7 separate regions of the Mus musculus genome follow, and all the other regions are linked to region 6. A link is a contact called in public HiChIP or PLAC-seq and promoter capture Hi-C data. All regions are on one chromosome and are shown on one strand. The core of a region is the stretch at or near the end of the contact, and the rest is flanking DNA. Distances in the headings are between cores, read along the strand shown.

Region 1 (4,017 bases), core at 347-2,846, 460 kb before region 6:
ATCCATTGAGCTAAATGCCTCTTAAAAGCACCCTGTTCCCAGCCATCAGTGGCTCTGAGAGGCAGCCTGGCTCATTCCCACCTAGCCCGAATCATTGATGACAGAGTAAGAACTCCCCTCATCCCAGACCCAGAAGACTATCCCCAAAGCATGGCCTAGAGGGACTCTGTGGCCCAGCAAACAAGGAATTCCACTATGGGCAGGCCTTGGGGACTGGGGATCAGTCCACCGGGGTCCTCACCTGGTTGTGCCGGAGATTGATTATGTGACCCTGGTAAGTCACCTCTGAGCTTTGGAGTCAGTGATGAAATCACTGACTCTAGGGTAGACTGGGGAATAGCTGGGTCTCCGAGCTCCCCTGAAGAGCAAGCAGCCTCTGAGCCTCGAAGGCACTGTGCTGGAGGACTCAGCACATCAGCAAATCCTCCTGAAAGCAGACAGCGGGAGAACCTCTGGAATGAGTGAGTCTCTGCTCAGGGAAAGCAATGCATGATGGTCCCCTCTCTCGTTCTACCCAACCCAACTGTAGGCCAGGATTGGGCTATCCTTGTTCCACCTGCGTATGTGTCCTCCTTATTCTGCTGGCCTTTCTAAGCACACACAGCCTTCATTGAAACTGCTTTTTGTCCCATTCTCCATCTATTAGCTTGATATTACAGAGACATTATTATTCTTTTAGCGATTATACATGAAATCAGAGCACGTGTCCTTACATTATTATGTCTAGCAGCAGTTTATGTCCTTGCATCCTGGACAATGGAAAGGAATTTGAAACTCTGTAACTATATGTAACCATTCCACCTAGATTGGCTTTAATAATACATACATAAGTGTTTATGTATTTTAAATACATATAGAATATATACAATGAAGCCCATCTTAAGATGTCATCATTGTTTCATTGAGCTGGGCCAGCAAGTCACTCTTCAGTGACAGGATCCTGAGGGAAAAAAAGGCAATGGGATCAGAAAATAAAGAAGGTAGGAGGCTGGAGAGATGACTCAGTGGTTAAGAGCACCAACTGCTCTTCGGAAGGTCCTGAGTTCAATTCCCAGCAACCACATGGTGGCTCACAGCCACCCATAATGAGATTTGACACCCTCTTCTGGTGTGTCTGAAGTCAGCTACAGTGTTCTTACATACAATAATAAATAAATAAATAAATAAATAAATAAATAAATAAATAAAAACTAAAAAAAAAAAAAAAAAGGTAGGCAATTGTACTCCGGAGATCTCATCCAAGGTCTGTCTTATGCCAAGCAGGTTAATTCAGAAGTACAGTATCTTAAATGTCATTTTAAGGAGAGAAATGGGACAAAGTCAGCAGGTGGCCTTCTGCATGCAATAAATGAGGCCTATTCCCATGAGTGCCCATGCACTACTGTCCCTTCCCATGAGTGTTCATGCTCTCCTGTCCCCTCCCATGAGTACCCACATGCTCCTGTTCCTTCCCATGAGTGCCCACAGGCTCCCTTCCCCTGTGTCTCAGTCTCTTCTGAGACTCCCTAGAGATCCTCCATTACGTACGGCTTCCTTGACCAACCCCAGACAGTTGGAAGGAACCTCATAACCCAGGAACTCCCTGTCAGCAGCTCTCTGCCCTCAGAGGACAGAAGAAGCTGATACTCTGTGGTCTCTGAGGCTGAAATAATAGAGGCTGGAGCACCGAGACCCAGGAAAGCGTACCATCCGGAGGCCCCTCCTAGAGAGGCACCCGTTTCACAACTCAAGCAAGCGGTTCCACTTCTGCAAGAGAAAATAATACTTCAATTTCATTCCTAGAGGAAAAAGGAAGAGCGGCAGAGCTGACGTGCTCTCTGACACAGTGCACGCCCGAACCACGGACGCGCTTGCCTGCCCAGGTCTTCCTCCAGCCCAGGTCCTGCCTGATCACACAGCTGCAGAGTTAGTGCCAGGTGTACCCCGGAGGTAAGGTAGGTGAAGGTCGTGGGGACCAGGACCCCCAGGGAGGCTGGTGAGGCTAGGAGAGGAACCCTGGCCAGAGCCAGCACCTTTCCATTTGTCAGCAGCCATGGTAACTATTAAGAGGTTTGGGTTTCTGTTCTCCCCAATCAACTGGGATCCAAGACAAACAAGTCTGCCTCTGCAGGAGTGCTGCTTCCATCAGACATGACTGCTCGGCACTCAGAGAGAGATCCCACAGGGCCACGTTTACTTTCAATATCATTGGGCCATGACACTGACTTTGTAAAGGATGAACTCTGTACTCTCACCAAGTCCAAGGGCACTGGTGCCCAGCCCTCCATCCTGGGCTCAACCTGAATCCTGCCTCAGGAAGAAATGGTCTTCAGGGTCAGAAGGCAGTAGCCTGAGGTGTATCCATCTGTCTGCTGGGGAAAGGGTATCCTCGGGGGAATGGGGGGACAAGGCCCCACTACCAACTATATCCCCATTGATATACTACCTTCAAAAAACAACAGCGCAAAAGCCTGGCAAACTAGCACAGGCTCCCTATCCCACAGCCTTCAAGAACTAGGCTCCCATTTTCATTGGGCTGAGAGATGACTTCTGTATGTGGGTATATCCTTACCTATTTTTTTTTTAGCAGGTATGCCTCCAGACATTTTCTGTGGTCTGGTGCTATAGGGACTACAGGGTGGGTCATACCCTATGCCTGGGAGACAGAAGTGGAGCTTGAGGAAGACAAGAGCCTGTGGAACTCTGGGAGCCTGGGAGTTGGGGGAATGCAAACATGAAAAGTTAGGGGTTGGCCAGGTGTCCTTGTGGTTGATGTCACAGGACAGAGACAAGGTCACTTTCCTCAGGGAAGAAAGCATTTGAACCAGGCCCTGAAAGATGAGCAATGTTTTCCCCACAGAGTTTAAGATAGAACATGTCTTCTTAGCAGAAAATATATATATATTGCAGACCAAAGCCAAGTGCTAGAGAAAGAATATAATTACTGTGGAACCTCACTCGGCCCTTGGTTCTTGCTAAAAGTGGCAATAAATCCTAGGTGGTGTGGGGCGTGTAGATATGACCGTGTCTACTCTTTAAAGCCAGGCAGGGACCAAGCAGACCCTGGATGGGGCCTTCCCACATGCCCCTTGGACACTGAAGGACAAGTTCCTGGAGGTGGAGCTGTAGGACCTTGTGTGGATTTACTGGTGCTCCTGAGGGTCTTCAGTGAGCCAGATTTTCCTTCTGTCCACTGTCTCCACCAGGAGCTACCGTGGCCCAGATGTTCAGGAAAGGCAAGCCCTGAACCTGGTGTTGGGGCCCCTGAACCAAGTGCTGGGCTCGCTGGAAGCACCCCCAAGAAGGTGCTCGATGTTTTTACTTCCATGGGGTACTCAGGGTCCTTTTCCATTGCTATGTACCCCCTAGCTGGAGGCACCATATCTTTCCCTTCAAGAGCGGTGCTCCCAAGAGCAAAGGCCTATCTCCACAGCACCTGGATTGACACCTGGCTCGAAGAAGACTCTGCAAGAGTTTGTTTGTTGCATGCCTGCCAGATTCAAGAAAGCCTGTCCTGTCTGCTCATCTGTTCCTATAAAGCAAGGACAAACTGTCTCCAAATGGCCTGTGGACTATCAGGCGCCACCCTGTAAGCTGGTAAGCTTTATTCCTTGCTGAGAAGGAAGGGCACACCTGTGTTATAAAACAATACAATTTGGAGAGGATGGGCAGTTATGTCCTGTTGGAGTATAGGGAGATGGAATTCCAAGTTTAGTGTCAACCTCCACCCCATCCCAGCTTGGGGAGAATAACTGTATCTATTTACACATGGTCCTCATCAGCAAGATGTGGCCCCAAGATCTCTAAGTAGGCAGCTTGCCTGGGCTCAGAAAACTACAGAAGTGTGTCTTTGTCATGTTCTTCCCAGGATCTATGGAGAGGCCCCTCACAGTCCTGCAGGTGAGCCTGTACCACCCTACACAGGGCCCGGTCGCCTTTGCCCACGTCCCACAGCAGCTGCAACATGACGCCAGCCGGCTGTTGGTTGGGCGAGGACAGAACACCCATCTCCAGCTGCAGCTGCCACAGTTGTCTCGC
Region 2 (4,117 bases), core at 45-2,544, 450 kb before region 6:
GTCATTTACAATTATTTGGTTTTCCAAATAATCGAGATAGACAAGTTTGTATACTAGGCTTTTTTTCTGGGTCTATGCCTGTTACATCTGCCTTTGAAGTGTTGGAATATCTTGGGCTGTGTTTGAAGCTATAATCCAATGCACCCTTAAAATGTACTTTTGGGGTAATTCCCTTGGAGCTGCTCTCAAGGTGCATATGCCCAAGTGGGAACTAGGTATGGATTCTGTCAGCTCTATTCTAGCCATGCAGGCACCTGATAGTCGACAGAAAATATTTCATTACCCCACATGCTGATTCAGCACACGGCGTTCTTATGATGCCCATTTTACAGATGTGAAATCAGGTAGGTGGGATTGGGGGTGGGGGTGGTCACTTACTCCGTGGTACCAAACGTGCCTCTGTGTCGTTTCTCTGGGCTCCTCTGCTTTCAAGGTATAGCATCTGGGTTGAATGGGAGCCCTAAGTGCCTTTGTTCGTGCTATCGAGGGACTAATGGGGGAATATTCCCACAGCGGCAGAGGCGTGATGGGATGGGGAAGCTGCTACTTCGGCCTCTGAAACCACCTCTGCAGATGGCCATCTCAGACCAAGCCCAAGGTTGCCCTTCCTGACCCCTCTGAAGATGTCCTTTTAAGTGAAGGGGGTACTTTAGGATCTCTAAGCCCTTCGGAAGATGTGAAAATGGGGGCAGGTCAGCCACATGAAGAGTGGCCTACAATGTGTAAACACACCTCAGGATGCTAATCTCCCAGGTCAGGCTCTGGGGCTCCCGCTGCCCACTGCAGCAGCAGAGACTGTGCAATCCTGTATAGATGACAGGTGGTCTTGGGGCTCCTGGGGTCAGGCAGGACACTCTGTTGGCACCTCTGCCCTGCATCAGCCTAAGTGTCCTGCCCTGCCTTCCCCAGATACAAAGCAGCCACGGCTGCCAGGCTAGAGAGGGGCTCTAGGTTCACACAGAAATCCCTGGCCCCTGGTTGTGCCCCTGGCCGAGGTGCACAGGGCTAATCAGAAACACCTGTGTACATGGAATTTCCTGCCCGGGGTTCAGCCTTCATTTCCTCTGCCAGTAAAAACCCAAGGCATGCAAAGGTGAAAGAAACCAGTCAATCACCAGACGACGGCCACCGGGGCTGCGGAGACAGGACTTTCTAAATTAAAATTTAATTCTCACCCGATGGCCCAGCCAGGACAACCATGATTCAAACCCCGCGACCAACCGGTGGCCACAGCCCAGCAGCCCTCTTGCAGGACTGCAGCTCATCCCCTCCTTAGCCAGAGAAGGGTGTCGCCTGCCTGCCTGCCTAGGTCATCAGGCTATAGGGTGAGCGCCTCAGATTGAAAATGACGCCCTTCCTTGTCAGCCCCATCCTGCAGCTGCAAGGGCTGTTGCCTGATTAGCTCGCTCCTGACTTCAGGTTGTTTGAATTATTAGGTGCTGGAGAGATCAGAGCTCCCCGGTGACCCGGTGGTCATTTAGTAGACAACATCAAAGCCAGGGCAGCCAGAGTCCAAACTGGAGGATAATGGTCAGAGCCTGAGGGTCTGTGCTCTGTCCTAGTGTAGCAGGTTTAGGTGAGGAGAGAGTCATAAAAAAAATGCCTCTGGTTTTTTCCAGAACAATTTTCCCAGAGATTCCTGCAGCCTAGTGGAGGCGCGGCTTGGGACGGGGAGGAAGAAATGTCGCCCTGCCCACTTTATGATCGCACCAACTTTATCTGAAGAATGACTCTCGCTGACTGCACAGAGGGAGGGCAAGTCATGAGGCCAGCAGAGGCACAGAAGAAATGGGGGAGTGGCCCCTGGAGGCCAAATCCCAGCTAAGGACCTAGGCCTAAGGTTGTTTGATCCTGAGCTCAAAGCTTGGGCCTGTCTTGGGCCACTGTGCAAGCTGACTTTCCACCAAACGGAAATGCTCTAAGCTGAGAGATGCAATAAGGTAGCGATCTCTGAGCGGGAGCGGAAGCATCTGCTTCTGGGTCTAAGGCACAGCACTGACCGTGAACACAACAGGAGGGCTGATCTAGATTTCTGGAGGACCTGATCCCGCCTGTTCACCACAAACCCACTTCCTTTCCGTTTCAGACCTGTGCCCCTTGGCAAGATGCCCACAGACCCTTCTCCACCTTGCTTGATTGCGCCCCCCCCCAAGAGACTCAAGTACAAATGTGCATTGGTGATGTGGGGCCTGGGAGGGCAGAACCAGGCCAAGTCCTTCCTAGTCCTGGAGGTGTTGGCAGGTGGGAGAGACTGTAGGAGAGGTGTAACCATGACAGCCTGGTAGGACACAGCATTTCTCAGAAGTAGAGCTTGACCAGATCTCCCTCTCCCTCTCCCTCTCCCTCTCCCTCTCCCTCTCCCTCTCCCTCTCCCTCTCCCTCTCCCTCTCCCTCTCCCTCTCCCTCTCCCTCTCCCTCTCCCTCCTCTCCCTCTCCCTCTCCCTCTCCCTCCCCCCCCTTCCCCTCCCCTCCCCCTCCCCCTATCTGTCTCCCTCCCCCTATCCGTCTCCCCCCACTCCTTCCTCCCCCATCACCCCTGTGTGTTGTATAGATAACGCATGCATGTGTGTACAGGTGCACACTTGTGAGTAGTGCCCACAAAGAGGCCAGAAGCTGACTTCTGATGTCTTCCACCATCCTCCATCTTATTTTCAAGATAGGATCTCGCTCTTACTGAACCTGGATCTTGCTGCTTTAGCCAGACTGACTGCCCAGTGAGGCCCCAGGATGCTATTATCCAAGTCTTTCCATGCTGGGATGATGGGTGTGAAGAGCTTTTCATGTGCTCGTCTGCGATGGGGGCACTAGGGGAGCTGAAATCACAGGAAAGCAAGCCAAGATCTTTGCCCTGTGCCATCTCCTCTCCTCCCACTATCGGTGGAAGCAATGCAAGTGGCTTTCACTGGAAATTACCAAGCACAAACCACACGCCAAATAGTTCCCATGAAGGGTAAAATGAGGCAGATCCAATTTGTTACATTTAATCAGAAAGGGGGTGGAAGGCAAGGAGAAATGGTTCAGTGGTACAGAGCCCTTACTGCTCCTGCAGGGGACCTGCAGGTTCCCAGCAACCCCCATAGTAATTCACTACTGCCTGTAACGCCAGATCCAGGAGACCAACACCCTCTTCTGGCCTCTGTGGGTTCCTGTTTCCATATGGTGCATATATATGTATGAAGGCTTGGACACACATAAAAATGAATAGATCTTTTAAAAGAGTCCTCCTTGTGTATGGTATTGGGTAGGAGTTGCTATGGCTGGTGGGTATGACTGACTTAGCTTGACCCCAGTGCTGGCTGTGTTCATTGAGTGGAAATCCAACAAGCCAGAATGCACAATTTGTTCCCTTTCCCGTATGCATGTCATAATAAATGGCATTTTCATAAAAGTTGTCAGGTCCAAAACATTGTGCATAGGAATAAATAAATACAAAATGCCCATCCTAGTTGAGAAAATGTGGGTCTTACTTTGTTTTAAAGTAAAAAGCTGAAAATTATGTTATCTCAGAACCGGAGTTAATTCCTTGAACGCTTTAGTGAATTTCCTTCCCACTTCTAAAACAGTTTTTTTTTTAATATTTATGTATGTGCATGTGCACAGGTATGCAGGTGCCTACAGAGGCTAGAAGAGGATATGGGGTCTCCTGGATCTGGAATTAAAGGTGGTCGTGTGCTGCCTGTGTCCTGGATGACTCACCACCTGACCCTACGTGCCCTTGGGAGTTGGAGGTGAGGTGGCCTAGAATCAATGACACAGATTCAGGGAGCAAGTGAGAAACTGTAGCAAGCCACAGCAAGCTGGTCTGAACGCTGCTGCAAGCTCCTTTAATACCCTCCACCCACACCCCATTGATCCCAAGAAAGCTTCTTTTCTAAATGGCAGTTTCTGACTGGCTGGCCTTGTCTGCATCAGCAATCCTTTGTCTCTTAGTCAGTCCTCAATTAAGTCCCCCTGAAGGAGATACCTTTGTGGCTGTGCGGCCACACCGTTCCTCCAACTGCCTAGTGTGGGTGCCAAGGACTGAATTCAGGTCCTCTGCAAAGGCAACGAGGGCTCTGAACCCCTGAGCCATCTCCCTAGCCGACTCTTCTCACTTTTCTTCTGGTGTATGACATGT
Region 3 (3,807 bases), core at 757-3,256, 350 kb after region 6:
TATGTTCTCTTTCTATATATTTATGTGCACACACATGCACACAATATATATCTATAAACATAACCCTCATATCAACAGGATCTAGATCTGTGGTTTCAACTAATCATAGATGAGAGATATTCAGAAAAAAATGTTTCTTGTCTTTTTTTTTTTTTAATTATATGTGAGTACATTGTAGCTGTCTTCAGACACTCCAGAAGAGGGTGTCAGATCTTGTTACGGATGGTTGTGAGCCACCATGTGGTTGCTGGGATTTGAACTCAGAACCTTCAGAAGAGCAGTCAGTGCTCTTAACCACCGAGCCATCTCACCAGCCCTGTTTCTTGTCTTAAATAGGGTTACTATTGCTGTAACCAAAAACAACTTTGAGAGGATTGGGTTTATTTGGGTTACAGTTCTACATCACTGGCTGTTCATCACTAAAGAAAGTCAGGACAGGAACTCAAACAGGACAGGAACTTGGAGGAGGCAGGAGCTGATACAGAGACTGTTGAAGGGTGCTGTTTACTGGTTTGCTCAGCTTGTTTTTTAATAGAACCCAGGACTACCAGCCCAGAGATTGCACAACCCACCATGGAGTGGACCTTACTGCAGCATCAATCACTAATTAAGGAAATGTCCTATAGCCAGATCTTTTTTTAAAGATTTATTTATTTAATTTATATGAGGACACTAACACTGTCTTTAGACACACCAGAAGAGGGCATCAGATCTCATTACAGATGGTTGTGAGCCACCATGTGGTTGCTGGGAATTGAACTCAGGATCTCTGGAAGAGCAGTTAGTGCGCTTAACCATTGAGCCATCTCTCCAGCCCTATAGCCAGATCTTATGGAGGCATTTTCTCAACTCAAATGTTCCTTCCTTTCTAGCTTGTGAAACGTTGACATAAAACTAGCCAGCACACTTCTGCTGGGCGGTGATAGTGCACACCTTTAATCCCAACACTTGGGAGGCAGAGGCAGGCAGATTTCTGAGTTTGAGGCCAGCCTGGTCTGTCGAGTGAGTTCCAGGATAGACAGGGCTATACAGAGAAACCCTGTCTCAAAAAACCAAAATCAAAACCAAAACAAAACTAGCCAGCACACTTTTTACTGAACACAAACTTTTTTGGGGTTTCCTATCAACATCACTATTACATACAATTTGTTAAGTGTTACATGTAATCTAGAGATGATTTAAAGTATATTGGAAGGCATGCATAAATAGCACATGTCTTTAATTCCAGTGCTTAGAAAGGAGAGGCGAGTAGATCTTTGTGAGTTCAAGGCCAGCCTGGTGCAGTAAGTACGCCTAATCCTTGGGCCATCTCTGCAGCCCCTGAAATCAGGATTTCTAAGGTAAATTTAAGCTCCTTTTTTTTTTTTAAAAAAAAATAAAAATAGTACTGGCAACTAAACTTTTTCCTAAGTAGATTAATAGGTACAATAGAATGGTATCTGGGCTAGAGACCACAGTGTTCAACTATCCGGAGCCAGTTGTCCTGGGTCCTTCCACACACACTTGGTGTGTCAACAAGAACTGATACTTTTTGGAGTCAGATGTCTTCCGGCGTTCCCTGAGGTTCCAGGTCAGAATCTGATCTGCTCCTCCTGCTTCTATCTGACTGCTGGAGTCATTGCGGGGTAGAGGAGGTCCTCAAATAACTGGCCTCTTTTAAGTCTCCAGAGGCGTGGTACTAGCTTGAGGTGGCCTAAAGGATTTGCCCCACCCACCGAGTCACTCCAGTGAGGCTTTCCCACTGTACTGGAAAGGTCACTTCAAAGTCACCATCTTTTCAGAAGCTTAGGACTGAGCAGGGTGCTCGGCTTGCACAAGCAGACCGCGAAACTACAAGTTCCAGCATGCTCCGCTTCGACGACGCTGCTCGCTTTCCCCCGTCCCAGGAGAGACCTCTGCATTTCGTTGGCCTGCAAGCCTAACGTGCTGCTCCATGATTGGTTGGATCCCCTTGTCGCTCATGAGAACCCTCGGCCGTGGCCGGCTGTCAGGCGACCAGGAACCTCCAAAGTTATGGAGCCGCGCTCTACTGGGATAGGAGGCTGGCCAGCCAATAAGGCTGCCATCCCGCTGGCGGCGAGGCTTTCCTTCTTAACTCTCCTGTGATCCTAGTTTGGAGGGCTTCCGGCCGGAGACCATTAGAAAAGACACCCGGAAGGCGGAAGTCTTAGGGCGGAAGTGGCCGAGAGAACAAGGAGAATGGCGGCCGAGGCCTGGCTTTGGCGCTGGGGCTGGGGCTGGGGTCAGCGGTGCCCAGGGAGGCCTGGGCTTCCTGGCCCCGGCCCGAGCCCCACGACATTTCTACATTTGCTTCTGTTGCTGGGGCCGGTGGCTGCGGATATCACCGACGGCAACAGCGAACACCTCAAGCGGGAGCACTCGCTCATCAAGCCCTACCAAGGTGAGGGAGGCCTGTAGCTGAGGGTGAGGACGCGGGCCGAAGTGGGATGGAGGAGGGCATGGCCCGTTCTGTCGAGCAGAGCAGCGCAGCGCAGTAGATTTCTGGCGCGGCCCTCTGAGCACCTGTCCACGTCCGTCTCTGCCCACAGGGGTCGGTTCCAGTTCCATGCCGCTCTGGGACTTCCAAGGCAGCACGATGCTGACGAGCCAGTACGTGCGCCTGACCCCGGACGAGCGCAGCAAAGAGGGCTCGATCTGGAACCACCAGGTGAGGCTCTCCCAAGAGGCTGAACATGACCGTTCACTGACACAGTAGTCCCTGCCTCGTCAGCAACCAAGCTTAGTAGATACACGTGCTCCTTTTTTTTCTTGTCCTGCCGATTTTTCTGTCCTGGTCGCACAGATCGTTCAGAGCGACTTGTATAGTTACTGTATGTCAGAAAGTGTGCGTGACTCTTAAAACACTTTCACCTCTTTCTTCAGAAATCACACAAGGTAAGTAATGATGTCTGCTTTTTTGATGGCTTACGAAGCAAGAAGCCAAGGTGCAGAGTTGAACATCCCTGAAGTCATAGAACAAGAAATGAGTGGAGTTGTCAGACTAAATCGAACCCACTTAATCGAGGGAAGGGCGAAACTTTATCCTTACGGCCTATTTTACTGTGTGTAGGGTACTGACCTTGCCAAACCTTACCAGATTTAGTTCTCAAACAAGGTGTTTGGAATGAATAGATTTCGTGACTTTATGCTGAGGTAGTATATAGCCACCGAATAGAATAAACAGTATTTCAACTGATCTTTCTGATCTCCACTCTTATCAATTCCCTTGATACACCCGATGCCTCCTGGTTAGCAATGGGAGAACCCCCCTTCAAGATATTTAACAGTCCTAGTTACCTTTCTCTGTGCTAGGTTGAGAGTCTTGTTAGCTATATCTACACTGAACTTACTGGCTGTGGCCTTTGCCTTTAGAGAGCAGGGAGCCAGAGATGTTATTGCCTTGGTGTGGTAACAGTGTTGTGCAATGTCTACACCAAGGAGTGTAGGTTGTCCAAGGGGAGAAAAGAAGTGATTTAGGGATAGGCCATGGCTTGAAAAGAAACCTGCTTCTCTCTAGCCTGCTTGGTCTAACCCTCCCTTCTCCCTCTACTGTCAGCAGTGGCCTAGTTTTCTCCATCACTGTATTCTCTTGGCCCTTCTGGTTGATTTTGCCATTAGTTCTGGGAGACTACACTGTCCTTGTGTTGCCTCACTTGGCTCGTCCCCGCAGCACCTCCTCTCTCCCTGCCTCCTGCCTCCACAGTGCTGCTAGGGGCGTCTGTGGTTACCCTCTTCCTTCAGCTTTGGCTCTGTCCCTTAGAGCCTGAGCTCTCTCATGAATGGAAAACTACATTCTCTCAGCACAGC
Region 4 (4,245 bases), core at 937-3,436, 290 kb after region 6:
ACTGGCGAGTCTCTGAATGACCCCAGACCCATAACACTGTCTTCACGTCCTAGTGGCAATCACCAAAAGTCCCTTTTGAAACCAAAAGTTGAATAAGTGTCCCGTTGTTCCTCCGGTCTTGCAAGGCCTTGCAAAGCTGATCACAGCCTTCCTCTCTTCCTGGAGCACCAGGAACCTGTTATAGTCTGCCTTTATTGTCTATAAAATGAAATCACCTATGAAGATTCCCCACCCTCTCTTCCCTGGTTGCTTGGCTTTTTCTTCTCAGACTGTCCCAGACCAGTGATAGATGCCCACCAACCCGGATCAGTGGTAGATGCCCACTAACAATCCCAGACCCTAGTAAGGGAGGGTAAGGGGGTGGGGGTGGGGGTTGGGGCTGGTGGCACTTGCCTTTAATCCCTGCATTCAGGAGGCAGACGAAAGCTTATTTCTCAGTTGTAGTCTAGAGATGCCATGCTCTGGCTCTTGAACTAAGAAGGTACCACTGGCAACTCTGGAAGCCCAGGAGGGAGGGAGGGAGGGAGGGAGGAAGGGAGGGAGGGAGGGAGGAAGGGAGGGAGGGAGGGAGGGAGGGAGGGAGGGAGGGAGGGAGGGAGGGTTGGTTCCTACTGAGCAAAATAAATGCTGGGTAGAAAAAGCCACAGTGTCCTGCTCCCCACCTTCTGCCCAGCACTTCAGCTGTAAGACAAGGCAATGCCCTTTGATTTAGCACTTCACTCTGGAAAGAGTACAATTCTGAGATGACAGCGAGATCATCATCCCTGTGTATTTCTGCCTGCTCCCAGTGACCCAAGTTGACCGTGATTGAGGTTATTTTGTAAAATATTTCCTTGAGGCACCGGGAATCAAGGCCATGCATCCTAGGCGAGCATTCTGCCACTGAGTCTCATGCTTCCACCGAGGAGCCACATCCCCAGTCCTTTTGTAAGAGAATTTGCCGATGTAGGTGGCCATGGTGGCACAGGAAATTAGGGAGGCTGAAGCAGGCAGGAGAATCACAATTAAGTCAACCTGAGAAACATAGTGTCTCCAGAGGAAAAGAATTTGCAACTGTGATTAAGGGCCCATATTGAGTCTGGCTACACAGCCCTGACTAACCAGAACTCACTGTGTAGACAGCTGGCTGGCCTCGAACTCATACAGACCTACCTGCCTTTGCATCATGGCAGTAAAATCATGTACCGCCATGGACTCTCACTCTGTGGGAGTATCCTTGATGGGCCTGACCCAATCGGATGAGCCCTGAAAAGGGACCAGAAGTTTCCTGGCAAAGCAGACACAGTGTGAAGCAATTCAATGCAGGGACATTCTCTGCTCCACCCTCTGTTTTATTGCTTTTAATTCTTAAAATTAATTTATTTATTCTATGTACAATGTTTTCCCTCATGCATGCCCATGCACCATGTGCATGCCTGATACCTGCAGAGTCCAGAAGAGGCAATCAGAACCCCTGGAATTGGAGTTATAGACAGCTCTGAGCCCTCCTGTAGGTAGATGGGAATAGAGCCTGGATCCTTTGGATCTAAAGTCCATACCTGCTGAGCGACACCTCCAGCCCTGACACTGGCTTTAAAGTTAGAGGAAGTAGGTGGCCAGAAATGTAGAAATCACACGTAGCCGTGGTCGACAGCTGAGAAGAAGCTGGGACATCTGTCCTGCAGCCACATGGAAGTGAGTTCTGACCAGGACCTGGGGGGGGATCTCACTTTAGAGGCTCCAGAGACTTCAGCTTGAACCTCAGCGTTCTGATGATCTGGGCAGAAACTCTAACTATGCAGCACCAAGTGTTTACCCATGGGTCTGTGCATCCGTAAAAGTAGTTTTGGGGGGCATTGTTTTAGGGTGCTCAGAGTGTGGTAATTGGTCACACAGCAGAAGGAAGCTGCATGAAGGAAGGTCACATAAGCATTCTGTAAGATTCTGAAAGCAGGTTTTGTCCCATCATTCTTACCTTACCCTCAACAGGACCTGGAACACCATCCTAGTAAAGTCAGGAAAATGGAGGGCAGGAACCTAACTCTTCAGTCCGCTACTCCCACCAGTGACTCCCTGCTCAAAACACTTCTACAGCGCTGTTCTGCTGGGTCTCCCATGAAGCCCTTGCTCCTCAGACCCAGGAGCAAGCTTGACCAATCTCTACCTCTGAAGCTTCTGAGACCTTTGCCCGCATCTATTGATCCTCACTCCTGGGCAGGCAGCGGGGCCATCGGCAGACGCCATGACGGCTCTGTTGTTCCTGGGGTCTCTGCTGATGAGTCTGGATCTGACACTTTCGGTGAGGACGGTGGACACTGGGATTGAGCCAGAGTGGCAGTGAGGGGTCCCTGTTCCGGATTTAGCCTCTGCCTGTCACCTGCTAGTTCAGGTGACTGAGAGACTTGTGGTGGGGGTGGGGGTTGGGGGAAGGCACAGCTAGCCCAGAAGATCCAAACAAAGGAGGTAGCAGCCCATGCTGGTGGATGTGAGGACACAGGCTACTTTTGTGGGGGAGTCAATGAGAAGAGAAAGGAAGGCTACACTTTGTGAGGAAATCCTGTACTTTGGCGAGGTGGCAGGAGGTTGAGGCCTATAGGATCAAGGGAAGTCTAACATTGTGGGCAATGTTCCTGCCTTCTCTCTCCTATAGGCTCCACCATGGAAAGACTCCAAGAAATTTAAGGACGCACCTGATGGGCCCACAGTGGGTAAGTGATCTGGCCTCTTTTCCTAATCTACTCTGTGGGGATGGCTGTGCTTTAGCCTGCGTGGTCTCAGGCCTCTGGAGCAAGGAGGGATCCTGAGCCAAGCTGTTCCGTTGACATTTAAACCTGGGTGCCTACAGATTCAGATGTGTGCCCGGAGTGCCAGGCTTGGGCTGTCCTGGATGCCTGTGTTAGAGCCTGGCAGGTACTCTGTAGTGTTGGAGATGATGTCATCTGATGATGTCATCACACCTGCACACCAACAAGTGCTCGCCAGTTTCCCCATCTTCCTCCCTTTCCTTTCAACACTCCTGGAGAATGTCAGACATAACCGGTAGAGTTCAGAGCTTCAGTGGGCGATGGGAGCCAGAACAGAGCTTTAGACTCACCCAAGATCACAGACACCCCAAGTTGTCTCCAAACCCTAACTTTCTCACTTGTGAGTTTACTCTCTGCTTCATTTTTCCCTGTCTGAAAAGTTAGACGGGTTGCTGAGGAGAAAGGGTTCCTCATTGTTGTAGATGCTGCTGCCAGGAAAATGCCCTAACATGTTAGCTCTTAGGCTAGGGCATAGCTCACTGGCAGAGCACTTGCCCAACATGCACGCACACACACCTGGGTTTGGTCTGCAGCACTGTGAGGGGAAAAAATTCCTTTTTTTTTTAATTTTAAAGAAAAAATTCTTTCTTAAGCTGGAGAGATAACTCAGAGGTTAAGAGCACTGGCTGCTCTTCCAGAGGTCCTGAGTTCAATTCCCAACAACCACATGGTGGCTCACAACCATCTATCTGTACTGGGATCTGATGCCTTTTTCTGGTCTGTCTGAAGACAGCAACACATATAGTAAATAATTAATTAATTAAAGAAAGAACAATTCTTTTTTAAAGATTTATTTATTTATTTTATGTATGAGTGTTCTATCTGCATGTACACCTGTATGCCAGAAGAGGGTATCAGATCTCATTACAGATAGCTGTGAGCCACCATGTGGTTGCTGGGAGTTGAACTCAGGACCTCTACAAGAACAGACAGTAGATCTCAAATGCTGAGCCATTTTTCCAGCCCAAGAAAAAAAATCTTAACTTTTAGTAAATTTGACTTAGGTGAAGGGTTCCACCCCCATCCTGCCCCAAACCCTGCTATAGGACTTGTGAGTACAGAACTCTACCACAGTGAGCCTTGTCTGTGGGGTCAAGCTGAGGCTTGTAGTGTGATGTCTCTCACTGAAGCCCAACTCAGTGTGACCCTCCAGGCTTCTGTCCTAACCACTCTAAGCCAATCAGCTGCTGTCCCTTTCAACCTGACCCACCATGGCCCCCTGTCTCCAAGTTCTAGGACCCTTCCCTCTCTCTATCACCCTGTTGCTAAATTGCCACTAAAAGGAGAAAAGAAGAAGAAGAAGAAGAAGAAGAAGAAGAAGAAGAAGAAGAAGAAGAAGAAGAAGAGGAAGAAACAAAACACATTTGTTGAGCACCTACTGAGTCCTGGACTCAATGTCCCAAGCATTGCCACTAAGCCTCACGGTGTTCCCCTGAAGTAGACAGTGATTTCTTTTTCATTT
Region 5 (3,794 bases), core at 1,273-3,772, 320 kb after region 6:
ACGTTCAGCTCTAGTACTCTCTAATTTTTTACCATGAGGCAGCATCTCTTGCATAACCTGGAGCTAGGTGGTAGCCATGGCACTCCAGCAATTCCACCGATGCTCCTGGCACTGGTGTGTGTGCAGCTGTGCCCAGGCTCTTATGTGAGTACTGGAAATTCAAACAGGGGACTTCACATCATATAGCAAGCACTCTGACCCACTGAGACTCCCTAGCCCCAGGTAAAGAAGATGATTCGTGATCTTCCTGGAGGGAGAGATTTCACCTGTAGCTCACAGGGTTGGCTTCCACCTACACACCCTGCCCCTCTGAATAGGTCACACTGTAAATGTCAGACTTGGGCACCCAGCCACACAATCTCAAAAGTCAATTCTTTTTTTTTTTTAATGATGTATCTATTTTTATTTCATGTGCACTGGTGTTTTGCCTGCATGTATGTTTGAGTGAAGGTGTTGGAGATCCTGAAACTCAAGGTGAAACTGAAGTTACAGGCAGTTGTGAGCTGCCATGAGAGTACTGGGAATTGAAGCTGGGTCCTCTGGAAGAGCAGCCTGTGTTCTTGACCACTAAGAGCATCCCTGCAGCCCTGTAAGTCAATTCTTTGCAATAGATTGCATGCGTGGGGTGGTTTTTACTGGCTGGCTTTCTCTGGCTTTCCTGAGCAATGGTGTGGCTGAAGGGAGGTGGCCTTCCAGGAGCTGTGGTTCCCCCTCTGCCACACTCCCCAGCTCCCGGAGCTCCTTTCTGACTCAGCTCTTGGCCTTGTTTCAGGGGACAGTGCAAGAGATGCTGAAGTCCCACCCTTCCCCTCAGCCTCCTCAGCAATTCCACATGCCTGCCCCGATCGTGAAGGACCAGGCCCTTGGGCTCTATCCCCGGCCATGCTGGGCCGACTCACAGCCGGAGGAGACCATGCTGACAATGATGGATGTAGAGGTACTGGAACTCTGCACCAGAACTGTCACCAGGATCCCCACCACCAGCCCTGCCACTGGGTTGGATAGGATGGCATTGTCCTTGAAGATGTCCCCAGCCACCTTCCCTGCAGAACAGAAGCCAGTGTCAACTGAGACCCTTCTGAACCCTTTCCCTGCCCTTCTCCACCTGGGCCCTACCTCCAGCCAACTGGAAGGCGGAGCTGAGCACATCCAGGGAGCAGACAAAGAGGTAAAGGAAAGCCAGCATCAGAGGCACCTTCAGGAGCTTCGTGCCAACCTGGGCAAGCTTCTGGGACAGCCTGGGCTCTGGAGGTGGGGCAAACATGAAGACAGTGGACAGAACACTAGAGCAAGTGACCGCCCATAATCCCACTGCTCCCCAACTTGGCCTACCTGGCTTTTGCTCCTCTTCCTGAGCCAGCTTGGTAGGTAGTGGGTCATGACATTCCAGGACTTCCCCACAGGGACAGCTGTGCTCTGTGAGGGTGACCGGGCTCAGACTGGAGATGGCATAGGTGGATGTTCCAGGAATCCTGTGCAGGACTGAGGAGGGAGACTGATTAGGACTTCCCAGAGGCCTCAGCAACCCAGAAGAAACAGGTAGAGGGACAGCAGGTAGCCAACTGTGGGCAAGCAGGTCTCAGGGTATAGGAGTAATATTTACCTTGTGGGCTGGGCACATAAGCAAAGGTTGCCCCATGCACCATGTGTCTCCCACGGACTGGAAGTGGGGAGACAGCCGGTCCCCCCAATCTCTCGCTGTAGGACATCATGTTGGGCACCCACAATGAGTCCTGCATATCAAAAGGTTGGGACAAATCTGACAGTTGCTGTGTCTGGGACATTCATACACTCATACCCACATAGATGATATCCAACTTAGGGTCTGTGATTCTTTTCATCCTCAGACACATCTAGAGATGGACACCCAGGTGCTTGTCACAGACCTAAGCAGCCATTCATCCACCCAGTAGGGTTTTGTAGCTGATTTGTTTTGCTGGAAATGGAACTTAGGGCCTCATCATAGGAGGCAGGCACTCCAGTGTTGAGGCCCATCCCCAGTCCCAGGAAGTATTTCCTGAATGCGTAGTGTTTGCTGAGTTCTGAGTTAGACACTCAAGTACAGTAGCAATTAAAGACACATACAGCCACTGCTCTCAAAGTCTAGTGGGGAGACAGCTGCAAATGTATAATGTCTCAGTGAATAGAGATAGCAACCAGGTATTGTGACGAATTCAGGTACCACTATGCCTAGAGTGTTCACAGCAGGGCAGGGCAGGGCAGGGTAGGGCAGGGCAGGGCAGGGCAGGACAGGGCAGGACAGGACAGGACAGGTGCTCTCGAGAGAAGGAAGAGCAGGGATTATTTTAGCTCAGGGGGAGCAAAGCAGGCTGGGCTGGTGTTGGGATGTCATGTGTAGCAGGAAGAGGAAACCCAGAAAGAGCTAGGGTGAAGGGATAGGGGTAGGGTTGGGACACAGGGGCCCTGGGCTCACCTTGACTGTGGCTCAGCTCCAGCCCGGCTGCTTGGGGAAGTCTAAAGAGGAACTAAGACCCTCTTCTTTATACCCTCGGGTCAAGGGCAAAGTCCTTAATGAACTAGAAGAACTTTAGCTGCCTTCCCTCTTTTCCCCATTAAATTAACTTTACCCCCAAGATTCCTTCCAGTTAATTGCTAATCTTCACCTCTGCAGGGGGAGCCTATGGTCAGACTGTCCTCTCTCACTACACCAGCACAAATCACAACCCACAGGGTACAGGCTCATCCTGGTCATGGACAGAGACTCCGACACCCCTCTGGTACCTTGTTCTTAGGGACTCAAAAGCAATTTTGTGTCTCCTGTCCATTCTTGGCTTATGAATGGACAGGACTCCCCAGAGAGTGACCCAGACATCTGGTGACCTTGCCATGCATCTGGATGTCTGTGAGGCTGTGTATGTCTTAAGGGGTACACTTCAACAGAAGGGGGAGCCCAGGGGAGAATCCCAGTGAGGCTGCATCTTTGAACCGTGGAGGGTCTGCAGGGCTGAACAATGGATCACGATGTGAGATTAAGAGATCACAGAGTCACTGCCCAGACCAAGAAGAGATGGCTCTGTGGTTTAGCATCCTTCTTAAAGTGTTGCTATGGGATCTGTCAGAAGGAGTGTCTGGAAGCAGGGGCAGCAGCTGAGATGCGGAGGAGAGACCCGGGGAAGAGGTGGCCTGGCTGAACTAAGGTGGGCTCAGGAGAAACAGGGGACAGGAAGCTTCCCAGAGGCATTGGGAAGGAGGAAGAGGAACAGTTGGGATCTGGAAGTGCATGATATGCAGTAAGTCCTGTGGGAAAGAGTTCACGGGAGCCACATCCCCAAACCCAACAAGTGATTCATGAGTGCATAGTAGATCCTAAGTTCTGAGTTAGATGCTGGGGTACAGTCCTAAGTAAAACCACACACAGCCACTGCCCCTCAGGATGTTCAAAGTCTGGCCAGGAGACGGCTGCAAATGATGTCATCTCTAAGCGAGTAGAAATGGCAACCAAGTGTCATGACAAATGCAGGTACCCTAGAGCAATGGTTCCAAGCCTTCCTAACGCTGCAAGCCTTTAATATATTTCCTCCCATCGTCGTGACTCCAACCATAAAATTATTTTCATGGCTCCTTCATAACTATAATTTTACTATGGTTGTGAATCCTAATGGGAGTGCCTGTGTTTTCTGATGGGCCTAGGTGACCCCTGTGAAATGGGAACCCTCAGACAACCCATAGGTTGAGAACCACCACACTAGAGTGTTCTACAGCAGGGCAGGGTGTCTCAAGAGAAGGAAGAGGATGAATTCCTTTAACTCAGGGGGAGCAAAGCAGGCTGGGCT
Region 6 (4,281 bases), core at 1,287-3,786:
AGGATCCTTCAGATGGAAGCACTAACTTTCACTTCCACAAGGACATCCATCCTACCCTTTACAGCAGGGTAAGCAGTCTCCAGATGGCACCCAACAATGCTCTGGGCTTCCCTTGATGTATCCCCCCTTAGAATTCACTTAATAATTTGTATCCATTTGATACCTGCCTTGCTCTCCACATTGGAAGGCAGGCCCTCCACTTTGTCTAACCCTCCTATGCATACTGGGGCCCAGCAGTCCAATGCACAGAATTCATGGAAAGACTCAGTGAACTGAGCGTGGTAGATCACTCCTAAAATCCCAGTTACAGGGAACCTGTGGTAGGGGGATTTCTGTGACTTCAAACTAGAATGAGCTACATTGTGACACATGCCCCCAAGAAAGTAACAAAATAGCAATCCACTGACAGACTCCCTAGTAAAGATGACTACAGGATCTTGGAACTCAAGGGCAGTTGTTCACTCTCATTCCTAGGTCCCTGGGCAGCACCCCTAAAACCAGATGCTAGTCCCTCAATAGTAGCTGGGGGTGTGAGGGAGGGGGAAGCCTTGTATTTTCAGCCACTCTGAGGAGGAACCAGCTGTGAAGGTTCCTTTATGCCCAGGCTATAGCCTAACCACGTGACCAATACCCTAGTCAGTCTGTGGTATCTTCAGGGTCTGTACGAATGTGTGAAGGAATAGTGCATTTTGCAAGGAGTTCACAATGACTACTAACTCTGGGAAATCTGAGTATTTAGTGAGGAACTATTAATGTATGCACTGAATGTAGAGAAACTAAAAACCTAATATTGTTCTGTTTCTTTTGTCTGCTACAGGCTTTGAACTCCCCAGCCTTCTGCCTCCACCTACGCTGGGGTAAGATCACAGGCCTGTGCCACCACATCTGGTGGCAGCTGCTGAACCCGTCTAGAACCTTCAGACAGCTAGCACAGGCCAAAGGGAGCAGTTTCCCAGCCTTGCTGCTTTCTGGTCAGGAACACCACAGGCCTGTAATAAACACTGATGGAGGGTGCCGAGACTTATTACAACACTCTGACCCCATTCTCTGCTTGTTCCAGTGCCTTCTTTTTGAGAAAGAAGTCTAGAGAGCCAACTATTCCATATATCATCTTTTTTTTTTTTTTTTTTTTTTTTTTGGTTTTTCGAGACAGGGTTTCTCTGTACAGCCCCGGCTGTCCTGGAACTCACTTTGTAGACCAGGCTGGCCTCGAACTCAGAAATCCGACTGCCTCTGCCTCCCAAATGCTGGGATTAAAGGTGTGCACCACCACTGCCCCACTTACATCTTCATTTTAAAGGCTAGTGATTAAATAGATTGAAAATTTCAATTTTTGGCTGTGAGATCTGACAGACACTGGCTTCCATCTCAGGCCCTCATCTATGGCTGCATAATATTGAAAGAGGATTTAGGTCCTGAGTCTCAGTTCCAGGTTGGGCATCCCTAAATGGAAACAGCCCTAGGCAGGCAGGAGGATTGGGGGGAGGGGGGGTCGGTCTGAGCTGTCTCAAAACAAAGGACAATAGCAACAAAAAATGTTTGATGTAAATCAGGCAGTGGTGGAATTTAATCCCAGCACTCGGGAGGCAGAGACAAGCAGATCTCTTGATCTCTGGCCTACAGAGTAATTTCTAGGACAGCCAGGTTCCAGAGAGAAACATTGTCTCAAAAAAATACTAACTAATCAACTAAAAATAAATAAATGAATCCAAAAGAAAAGAAAGAAAGAAATGGTCTTTTAATAGGAGTGGATAAAAGAGCCATGAACTAAGAAGGCCTCTCTCTGCTCCCCACTCTAGCACAGAGTGGCTCCTTTACCCACTTAAAGGGGTCCCCACATAAACACGGGCCCCAGGAATCTGATGTTGGTTTTTGGTGTTTTCTTCAGACAGATCCCAACTAATCTAGAGTGGCCACTTTCAAACAGTGGCCCAGCAAGAGCGAACTCCAGCGTGAACTTTGAAGTCGGAGAGACCTCAGGCTCTGATATTACTACTAAGTGCGAACAGGCAAATAGCTTATTCCCTCCGAGCCTCCTCGTCTCCAGCCTGTGAAATGAAGGTATTAACGGAAGCAGTCTCCCGCGGCGGCTGGAAGGACTGGAGGAGATCTGAGCTCTGGGATTCTAATCAGGACACAACAAAAGTCAGGTGTCTGCGTTTGACGGCTGATCATAAAGTGCGCATCGCAGAGGGTATCGGGCCAGGCCCGCCGAGGGGCCTGGGCAGGCTCGGCCTCCGCCGCCCAGCACCCCCACCGCCACGCACCGTCCCGCACCGCCCGCGGGTGGCAGCGCGTCGCCCCACGCAGCCGCCTTCGCCGGACCCCGATCCGCACTCACCCTCCAGGCCGTGGGCCGGAAGGCCCAGCACCCACAGCAGGACTTGCCACCAGCAGAGGAGTTGCATGGCGCGCGACAGGGAGCCGCGGCGACAGCCACCGCGGTGGAAGAAAATCGGCGCACCGGCAACCGGAGTCGCACCCCCCGCCCCAGGGAGACTACGGGGAGGAGAGCCCAGAGCGCAGGCGTGGCCGCGGGCCGCCATCTTGACTCCTGGCCGACGCTGCAGACGCCATCTTGGAGTCGGGCGGTCGGCCTCTAGCCAGGCCTGTGCGACCTGTACTGGAAGCCGCTTTTGGGGAACAAGTATCAAAGTAGGATTCGAGCAGCCATCAATAGCCATTCCCATGAGAACTCCTCGCTGCTTGCGACACGTACTGAACCTGTGTGCGGAGTTAATACCTTTCATTTCAAGAGACAAAAAGGCCAAGAAACTTGTGCACAATGGAGGAGGGACAGAACCTTGGGAAATCACAGATAGTCTGATGTATTACTTCAGCATGTTGCACTAGCTTGTGTTGCCAGACAGAGGATAGATCCAGTTAAATTTGAACTTCGCGGGCTGGTGAGATGGCTCAGTGGGTAAGAGCACCCGACTGCTCTTCCGAAGGTCCGAAGACTGAAGTTTTAAAAAAAAAAAAAAAATTTGAACTTCGCATAACTGCTGTATGTGTGTATGTAACTGTCTATCCTATAATTTGCTACTTCTGGCAAATTGGTTGGTTGGTTTTAACACTGGGACTCCTAAGATAATGACACTTAGGGGGGCTGGAGAGATGGCTCAGCAGTTAAGAGCAATGACTGCTCTTCAAGAGGTCCTGAATTCAAATCCCAGCAACCACATGGTGGCTCACAACCATCCATAATGAGATCTGATGCCCTCTTCTGGCAGGAGAATTACTGTGGGTTCCAAGCCAGTCTGGGCTACATCATGAATTCCAGAACTGGCCTGGGCTTCAGAATGAGACCTTGTCTCAAAAATGAGAGGTGGGAAAAGGAAGGAGAAAAGAGTGGAGGGGAAGGGAGTTGAAGAGATGAGAGCAGAAAGGGGGAGGGGAGAGGGGAAGATAACTTTGAGATTAAGAGTACATACTGCTCTCGAAGAAGGCCAAGGGTTATGAACCAAAGGTCTTGGCAATCTGAGTCAAGACGCTGTAATACTTAGTAACTTAGTAGCTGGGTACTAGTCCACTGTCACTCAAACTCCAAAGCATGTGCCTCTAACCTGAGTACTTAAGTCCTGTAAGTGTCTGGCATTTAAAGCTCAGAGCCTGAGCCTGGAGGAGTGACTCACTCATTAAGAACACAGGACCAGGGTTTGATCTCCAGCACCCACATGGCAGCTCACAGCCTTCTTCACCTCCAGCTCCTAGGATCCAGTACTGCCTCCATCAGTACCATACTGTGCACACATATATACAAGCAAGCAAAGCACCCAGAAACATAAAATGTAAATAATTTTTATTTAAATAAAAAATTTTAATAAAAGTTTAATTTTTACTACAATCTTGACAAAATGGGAAATTACGGTCATCTGAGGAGGGAACCTCAACTGAGAAAATGCCTCCATATGGTGGGGCTGTAGGAAACCTACAGAGCATTTTCCTAATTAGTGACTGATGTGGGAGGGTCAGCCCATTGTAGGTGGGGCCACCCAGGCATGTTGATTCTGGGTTCTATAAGAAAACAGGCTGAGCAAACCATAAAGAGCAAGCTAGTGGGCTGGAGAGATGGCTCAGCGGTTAGGAACACTAACTGCTCTTCCGAAGGCCGAGTTCAAACCCCAGCAACCACATGGTGGCTCACAACCATCTGTAATGAGATCTGGTGCCCTCTTCTGGAGTGTCTAAAGATGTCTACTTACATATAATAAGTAAGTCTTTTTTTAAAAAAGTAAATAAATCTTAATCTCAGCACTCTGGAGGCAGAGGCAGGAGGAT
Region 7 (4,334 bases), core at 841-3,340, 390 kb after region 6:
TGACCCTTCCAAGTAGAACAGTTTCTTGGGATCAGTTGCTATTCCAACCCGATCTTGGGGCCTCTGGATCTAGATGTGAGCAGTGTTTCTCGTCTGCCTTCTACCCTCTCCTCTTTGAACTTCCTGGTATTGTGTGTGTGCGCAAGCACGCGCACACACTCCAAAAATGACAGCTTTCATTAACAAAGGGAGCGGCAGCCTCCTGAAGAATGTGAAGTAGTCACAAACTTGTCAATGTGATATCTACCAAGCAGAGCTCTCAGCTGAGGTGACTTCAGACAGTGCTGGGCAGGAAAAGGTGCCTTACTCACGGATTGTGAGTGGCACATCTTTATATAAAGTTTTTCTTTTTTGAAACGCACAATTTCCACCTCTCAGGCTTACAGAAGCCGAGAAAGAATCATCTAGAAGCTCGAAGGTTATTCACACTGTGTGAACATTCCCAAACATGGGTTTTCAAGCCTTCCAAAGCATACAAGATCCATATAATGCACTTCCTCAAATCTCATGCACAAACCGAGGCACACCCCAGTTATCTCCACTTGATGTGACTCCAACAGGGAAGCCACAGCCTCCCTTTCTCGATCAGCATCATTCCTGAAAGCCACCCCCCCCCCCATATGTATGCATGCATGCATGTCACCAACTGACTGCTCTGCGCACAGTACTTGTAACAAGCTTTGAAAAGGGGTGTCAGCCGGGCAGTGGTTGGTGGTGCACGCCTTTAATCCTAGCACTTGGGAGGCAGAGGCAGGTAGATTTCTAAGCTCGAGGACAGCCTGGTCTACAAAATGAGTTCCAGGAGAGCCAGAGTTTCACAGAGAAACCCTGTCTCGGGGAAAAAAAAAAAGAAAAAAAGAACAGGGGTGTCTTTCCCCACCATCTGAGAGCCAAGGGACAGTCCCAGAGAATCTGACCAATCGAAAGGGTAGACCAATCTAAGGGCAGAACTCTAGAGATGCAGCTCATTGGTATTTTAGGCCTGCCTCTGGCCACAGAAGTTCCCACAACTCTCTTGCCTGAAATCTGAAGGGCAACTATTTTGAGGGAGCAAAGGAAGTCTCACCATCAGCCGGGCATGGTTGATGTTCCAGGTGAAGGTGGTCATGGTCTGATTCTGGGGGTCCACAATAGAGTCCTCCAGGATGTACACGGAGTGAGCAACGTTGGCAGGAAACAGTCGCTCTGCCCAACGTGGCATCCTGTTGGTCTTGGTCAGGAGTCTCCGGGACAGTAGCTTCTGGTCGGGGGTCACCTCCCGGTGCACTATGTCTTCGGTTAAGACATGTTTGCTGCAAGAGTTAAAGATGATTCTCAGGAGCCTGCTCTTGACAGCATGTCTACTGGTTCCTATTTAGCGCCTCCAGGTCATGGCTGCCTGCAATCTGTGATCTGTGCCCGGGTTCAGAATTAGAGTACACTGAACCTATCCCCGGGCAAATTCCAACTCCCTCCTCCACCCGACATGGATTCTGTGGCTCTCCAAAGCGAGCAAAATCTCAAGAATTATACCACTAGAGAGCGCCAGCAGCAGGTAAGCAAACCATCCTCAGGATTTCTGGCCCCGAAATACCGCTCAACTCCCGTGCTGCCGCCTCTTCCTGTCCAACCACCTTTGGACTGCAAAATAGAAATCTAGAGCCCAATATAAATCACAAACTAGACAATCTTCTTCGAGGACTTTGGAGGCTTGGACTGATTCTAATCCTATAAGGATTTTGTGCTATAACTGTGGCCACAGTTCCGCAGATAGCCCACATCGGACTCTGTCCAGTCTTTCAAACTCCACTATTGAAGGACAGCCTACGGTGCGATCTCCAGAAGAAGAGAGGAAGGCGACTCGCTCTACCCAACGCCACGTACCTATAGGGATTCGGGTACCGTTGCCAGAAGGCGGCGAACACTTGGTCCCAGGAACTTCGGAGCACGCTCTGGCCCAGGAAATACTTCACCATCGTCCCGACCCGGACGGGCTCAGCACCCGTGCAGCATCAGGGTGAAGAGCCCGGGGGTGGGGGGGACGTGGCTAGGCGCACGCCCGCCAGGCTCGCAGCTCAATCTCCGCAGGACCGCGCCCAGGTCCCTACCGCCGCCATCAGGGGTTATAGGACTGCACGACGCTTCCGGCGCCGGATGCATAGGATCGGCCACTTCCGGCGCCCGCGTCACGTGACCGGGCGTCCCGCCTCTTGGCTTCCAGTCCCAGAGGTGCTGTTTGGAGTTAGCTACGAGGACCCCAGATTCAGTCGGTAACCCCGGCGCAGCGGAGCTTCGGGCGCAGCGGCGGTCGCGCGGGTGAGCACCGCAGGGCTCTGCGGCGCGGTGGAGGGCGCTGTCCGCGTCCCCGCGCCGCGGCTCTGCAAAGGACGGAGCGCCCCGGGCCGAGGCGCCAGGGGCCTGCGAGGTGCGAGGCCCTTGGGGTTGGGGTCTGAGGCTTGGGCTCTGCCTGGGCCGCGCGGACCCTGAAGTGGGTGAGGCGGCCCAGGGAGCATGAGCGGGCAGCGCGTGGACGTTAAGGTGGTTATGCTGGGCAAGGAATACGTGGGCAAGACGAGCCTGGTGGAACGATACGTGCACGACCGCTTCTTGGTGGGGCCCTATCAGAACGTGAGTGCACCCCTGCGGAGCAGGCATGGGAGGAAGGGGTCCGGCCAGTATTCCACACTTATCTCTTCCCTGGTTGTAGACCATCGGGGCTGCTTTCGTGGCCAAGGTGATGTGCGTTGGAGACCGGACGGTGACTCTGGGCATTTGGGTAAGTCCCTTGAGAACAGAGTCTTGTGCAAACCTGTCTCCCGAATTTAATGTCTTGCCTCTTAAACCAGCCAACTGGAGCCTCATAGAGGTCGTTTTTCCTTCCTCACACCCATTTACTCGTCTAAAAAAAGGAGGGGGGGTTGTCTGGAAGATGGGGCCTATTTTGTAGTCTTGTGAAGGAGCTTATTAACTCCTTTCACCCCTCAGGACACAGCAGGTTCCGAGCGCTACGAAGCCATGAGCAGAATCTATTACCGGGGTGCTAAAGCTGCAATTGTCTGTTATGGTAAGGGGTTGAATTCTGGCGTGTTCAAGTAGTAAGGGTTAGGTTACAGGCCAGCATCAGAGGGAAGCCGCTGATCTTTATGTGTCTCTTGCCTTACCCTTACCAAGACCTCACTGACAGCAGCAGCTTTGAGAGAGCCAAGTTCTGGGTTAAGGAGCTGCGCAGTTTAGAAGAGGTAGGTGGCCAGATATCACAAGAGTAGGGACAGAGACTGTATTGGTCTGTGGAGATAATCTCAGCCTTGTCTTCTGCTACAGGGCTGTCAAATCTACCTGTGTGGCACTAAGAGTGACCTGCTGGAGGAAGACAGGCGGCGCCGTCGTGTAGACTTCCATGATGTTCAGGACTATGCCGATAGTAGCTGTTTTTAAGTCTCTGAGGATGGGGGCTTGGGGGCGGGTACTATCTGCCTGAGTGTATTTCAAAGATGGGAATGACAGTCTTGGTTGCTTTCTGGCCTTCTTGAACCTGTGTGGTTCAGGAGACTGAACTGTTAGCTACATTTAGGTGTGCTCCCCAAGTGTGAAGACAGTCACTTCTCTTTGCAGATATCAAAGCCCAACTCTTTGAAACATCCAGCAAGACAGGCCAAAGTGTGGGTGAGTGTTGTCTTGGGTCCTGTCAGCAGGAACAGGCAGGACAGTAGAGCAGAAAGGTTCAGAGGGCTGGGCCACTGGGATACCCAGGGCTGCTGGTCTCAGGCCCTCACTGATTCTTTGCTTGCCAGATGAACTCTTCCAGAAAGTGGCTGAGGATTACGTCAGTGTGGCTGCTTTCCAGGTGATGACAGGTGTGTACTTCCTCATGGTCCCCAGCCTTCTTGGTGACCTACTTGATGCCCCGACATAATAGTAGTGCTGAGCAGTCACCTCTCCTCTCTTTGACAGAGGACAAAGGTGTGGATTTGAGCCAGAAGGCAAACCCTTACTTCTACAGCTGTTGTCATCACTGAGTCACCACTCATCTGGCCCAGTGGAATTAGATGAATTCCCAGAGGGGCTGGACCTGACTCTTGTCTGGGCTGGAATGGTCAAGCGTCTGAGCTATTCCAGGTGCCTCTCACAGCAGAGGTGGCACCTGCCTGTGCTGGCCCATGGAACGGAGGAAGTATTGGGCTGACTGTGGGCATGAGGAGGAGTAAGGGCTGACTTGAATCCCAGGCTTCTGTCCAGACTATTTAAGTAGCTTCTGAACTGTAAATAAAATTGATGCATTTCCTTGCTGTGTGCACTGGGTGTCAAAACACCTAGTTGTTCCTGGGGCCACGTGGGCCTCACTTATATGAAGACTT

The links. Promoter capture Hi-C pulls out the DNA fragments that hold promoters and counts their contacts. HiChIP or PLAC-seq counts read pairs in DNA pulled down with a chosen protein or histone mark. Capture Hi-C pulls out chosen DNA fragments and counts their contacts.
Region 1: a promoter capture Hi-C map of the HPC-7 cell line shows a contact between it and region 6. The contact joins the promoter of Tifab here to the promoter of Txndc15 in region 6. A contact is called at or near these places in 3 of 39 promoter capture datasets (the C10 cell line, the HPC-7 cell line and embryonic stem cells).
Region 2: a contact with region 6 is called in an H3K4me3 HiChIP or PLAC-seq map of bone marrow-derived macrophages, with 3 times the contacts expected there. The contact joins the enhancer-like site here to the promoter of Txndc15 in region 6. A contact is called at or near these places in 6 of 39 promoter capture datasets (the C10 cell line, frontonasal cranial neural crest, hippocampal neurons and 3 more), 2 of 115 datasets of contacts at active chromatin or transcription factors (bone marrow-derived macrophages and embryonic limb bud) and 2 of 9 other capture datasets (embryonic trunk and pancreatic islet).
Region 3: a contact with region 6 is called in a promoter capture Hi-C map of liver, with 2.4 times the contacts expected there. The contact joins the promoter of Lman2 here to the promoter of Txndc15 in region 6. A contact is called at or near these places in 11 of 39 promoter capture datasets (the C10 cell line, the HPC-7 cell line, cranial neural crest and 7 more), 2 of 484 Hi-C or Micro-C datasets (CD4 T cells and muscle stem cells), 2 of 115 datasets of contacts at active chromatin or transcription factors (the SCID.adh cell line and regulatory T cells) and 3 of 9 other capture datasets (adipose tissue, liver and pancreatic islet).
Region 4: a promoter capture Hi-C map of liver shows a contact between it and region 6. The contact joins the promoter of F12 here to the promoter of Txndc15 in region 6. A contact is called at or near these places in 4 of 39 promoter capture datasets (the C10 cell line, cranial neural crest, liver and 1 more), 1 of 115 datasets of contacts at active chromatin or transcription factors (thymic regulatory T cells) and 3 of 9 other capture datasets (adipose tissue, liver and pancreatic islet).
Region 5: a promoter capture Hi-C map of second pharyngeal arch cranial neural crest shows a contact between it and region 6. The contact joins the promoter of Slc34a1 here to the promoter of Txndc15 in region 6. A contact is called at or near these places in 8 of 39 promoter capture datasets (the C10 cell line, cranial neural crest, erythroid cells and 5 more), 1 of 484 Hi-C or Micro-C datasets (embryonic stem cells) and 3 of 9 other capture datasets (embryonic tail, liver and pancreatic islet).
Region 7: a contact with region 6 is called in a promoter capture Hi-C map of liver. The contact joins the promoter of Prelid1 here to the promoter of Txndc15 in region 6. A contact is called at or near these places in 8 of 39 promoter capture datasets (the HPC-7 cell line, cranial neural crest, frontonasal cranial neural crest and 5 more), 4 of 115 datasets of contacts at active chromatin or transcription factors (embryonic stem cells, large pre-B cells, pro-B cells and 1 more) and 3 of 9 other capture datasets (adipose tissue, liver and macrophages).

The regions. Positions count from the first base shown.
Region 1 is chr13:56,176,464-56,180,480 of GRCm38.p6, reverse strand. It overlaps Tifab (TRAF-interacting protein with forkhead-associated domain, family member B), which reads left to right and starts at 1,596. Exons shown (of 3, transcript NM_001168615.1): 1 at 1,596-1,934; 2 at 3,349-3,576; 3 at 3,848-4,017. The coding sequence starts at 3,853. Gm31657 (a long non-coding RNA gene) reads right to left here. Exons shown (of 8, transcript XR_382472.1): 3 at 242-427.
Region 2 is chr13:56,157,133-56,161,249 of GRCm38.p6, reverse strand. No RefSeq gene overlaps it. Among named protein-coding and RNA genes, the nearest start is that of Gm31657, 7.4 kb to the left of the region's middle. Within about 2 kb of position 1,294, at least 103 of the 459 cell types and tissues checked have an H3K27ac peak or open chromatin away from gene starts, as enhancers often do. A contact at or near this core is called in bone marrow-derived macrophages and embryonic limb bud, where this site is marked.
Region 3 is chr13:55,360,982-55,364,788 of GRCm38.p6, reverse strand. Lman2 (lectin, mannose-binding 2) reads left to right here and starts at 2,006. Exons shown (of 8, transcript NM_025828.3): 1 at 2,006-2,401; 2 at 2,550-2,668. The coding sequence starts at 2,200.
Region 4 is chr13:55,424,745-55,428,989 of GRCm38.p6, reverse strand. F12 (coagulation factor XII (Hageman factor)) reads left to right here and starts at 2,186. Exons shown (of 14, transcript NM_021489.3): 1 at 2,186-2,278; 2 at 2,630-2,687. The coding sequence starts at 2,222.
Region 5 is chr13:55,398,376-55,402,169 of GRCm38.p6, reverse strand. Slc34a1 (solute carrier family 34 (sodium phosphate), member 1) reads right to left here and starts at 2,522. Exons shown (of 13, transcript NM_011392.2): 1 at 2,435-2,522; 2 at 1,604-1,733; 3 at 1,333-1,482; 4 at 1,117-1,245; 5 at 900-1,043. The coding sequence starts at 1,712.
Region 6 is chr13:55,712,905-55,717,185 of GRCm38.p6, reverse strand. Txndc15 (thioredoxin domain containing 15) reads right to left here and starts at 2,536. Exons shown (of 5, transcript NM_175150.3): 1 at 2,342-2,536. The coding sequence starts at 2,408.
Region 7 is chr13:55,319,811-55,324,144 of GRCm38.p6, reverse strand. Prelid1 (PRELI domain containing 1) reads right to left here and starts at 2,090. Exons shown (of 5, transcript NM_025596.5): 1 at 1,864-2,090; 2 at 1,067-1,292. The coding sequence starts at 1,955. Rab24 (RAB24, member RAS oncogene family) reads left to right here and starts at 2,165. Exons shown (of 8, transcript NM_009000.3): 1 at 2,165-2,607; 2 at 2,687-2,755; 3 at 2,965-3,043; 4 at 3,151-3,218; 5 at 3,301-3,400; 6 at 3,592-3,642; 7 at 3,771-3,833; 8 at 3,931-4,334. The coding sequence starts at 2,491. The coding sequence ends at 3,995.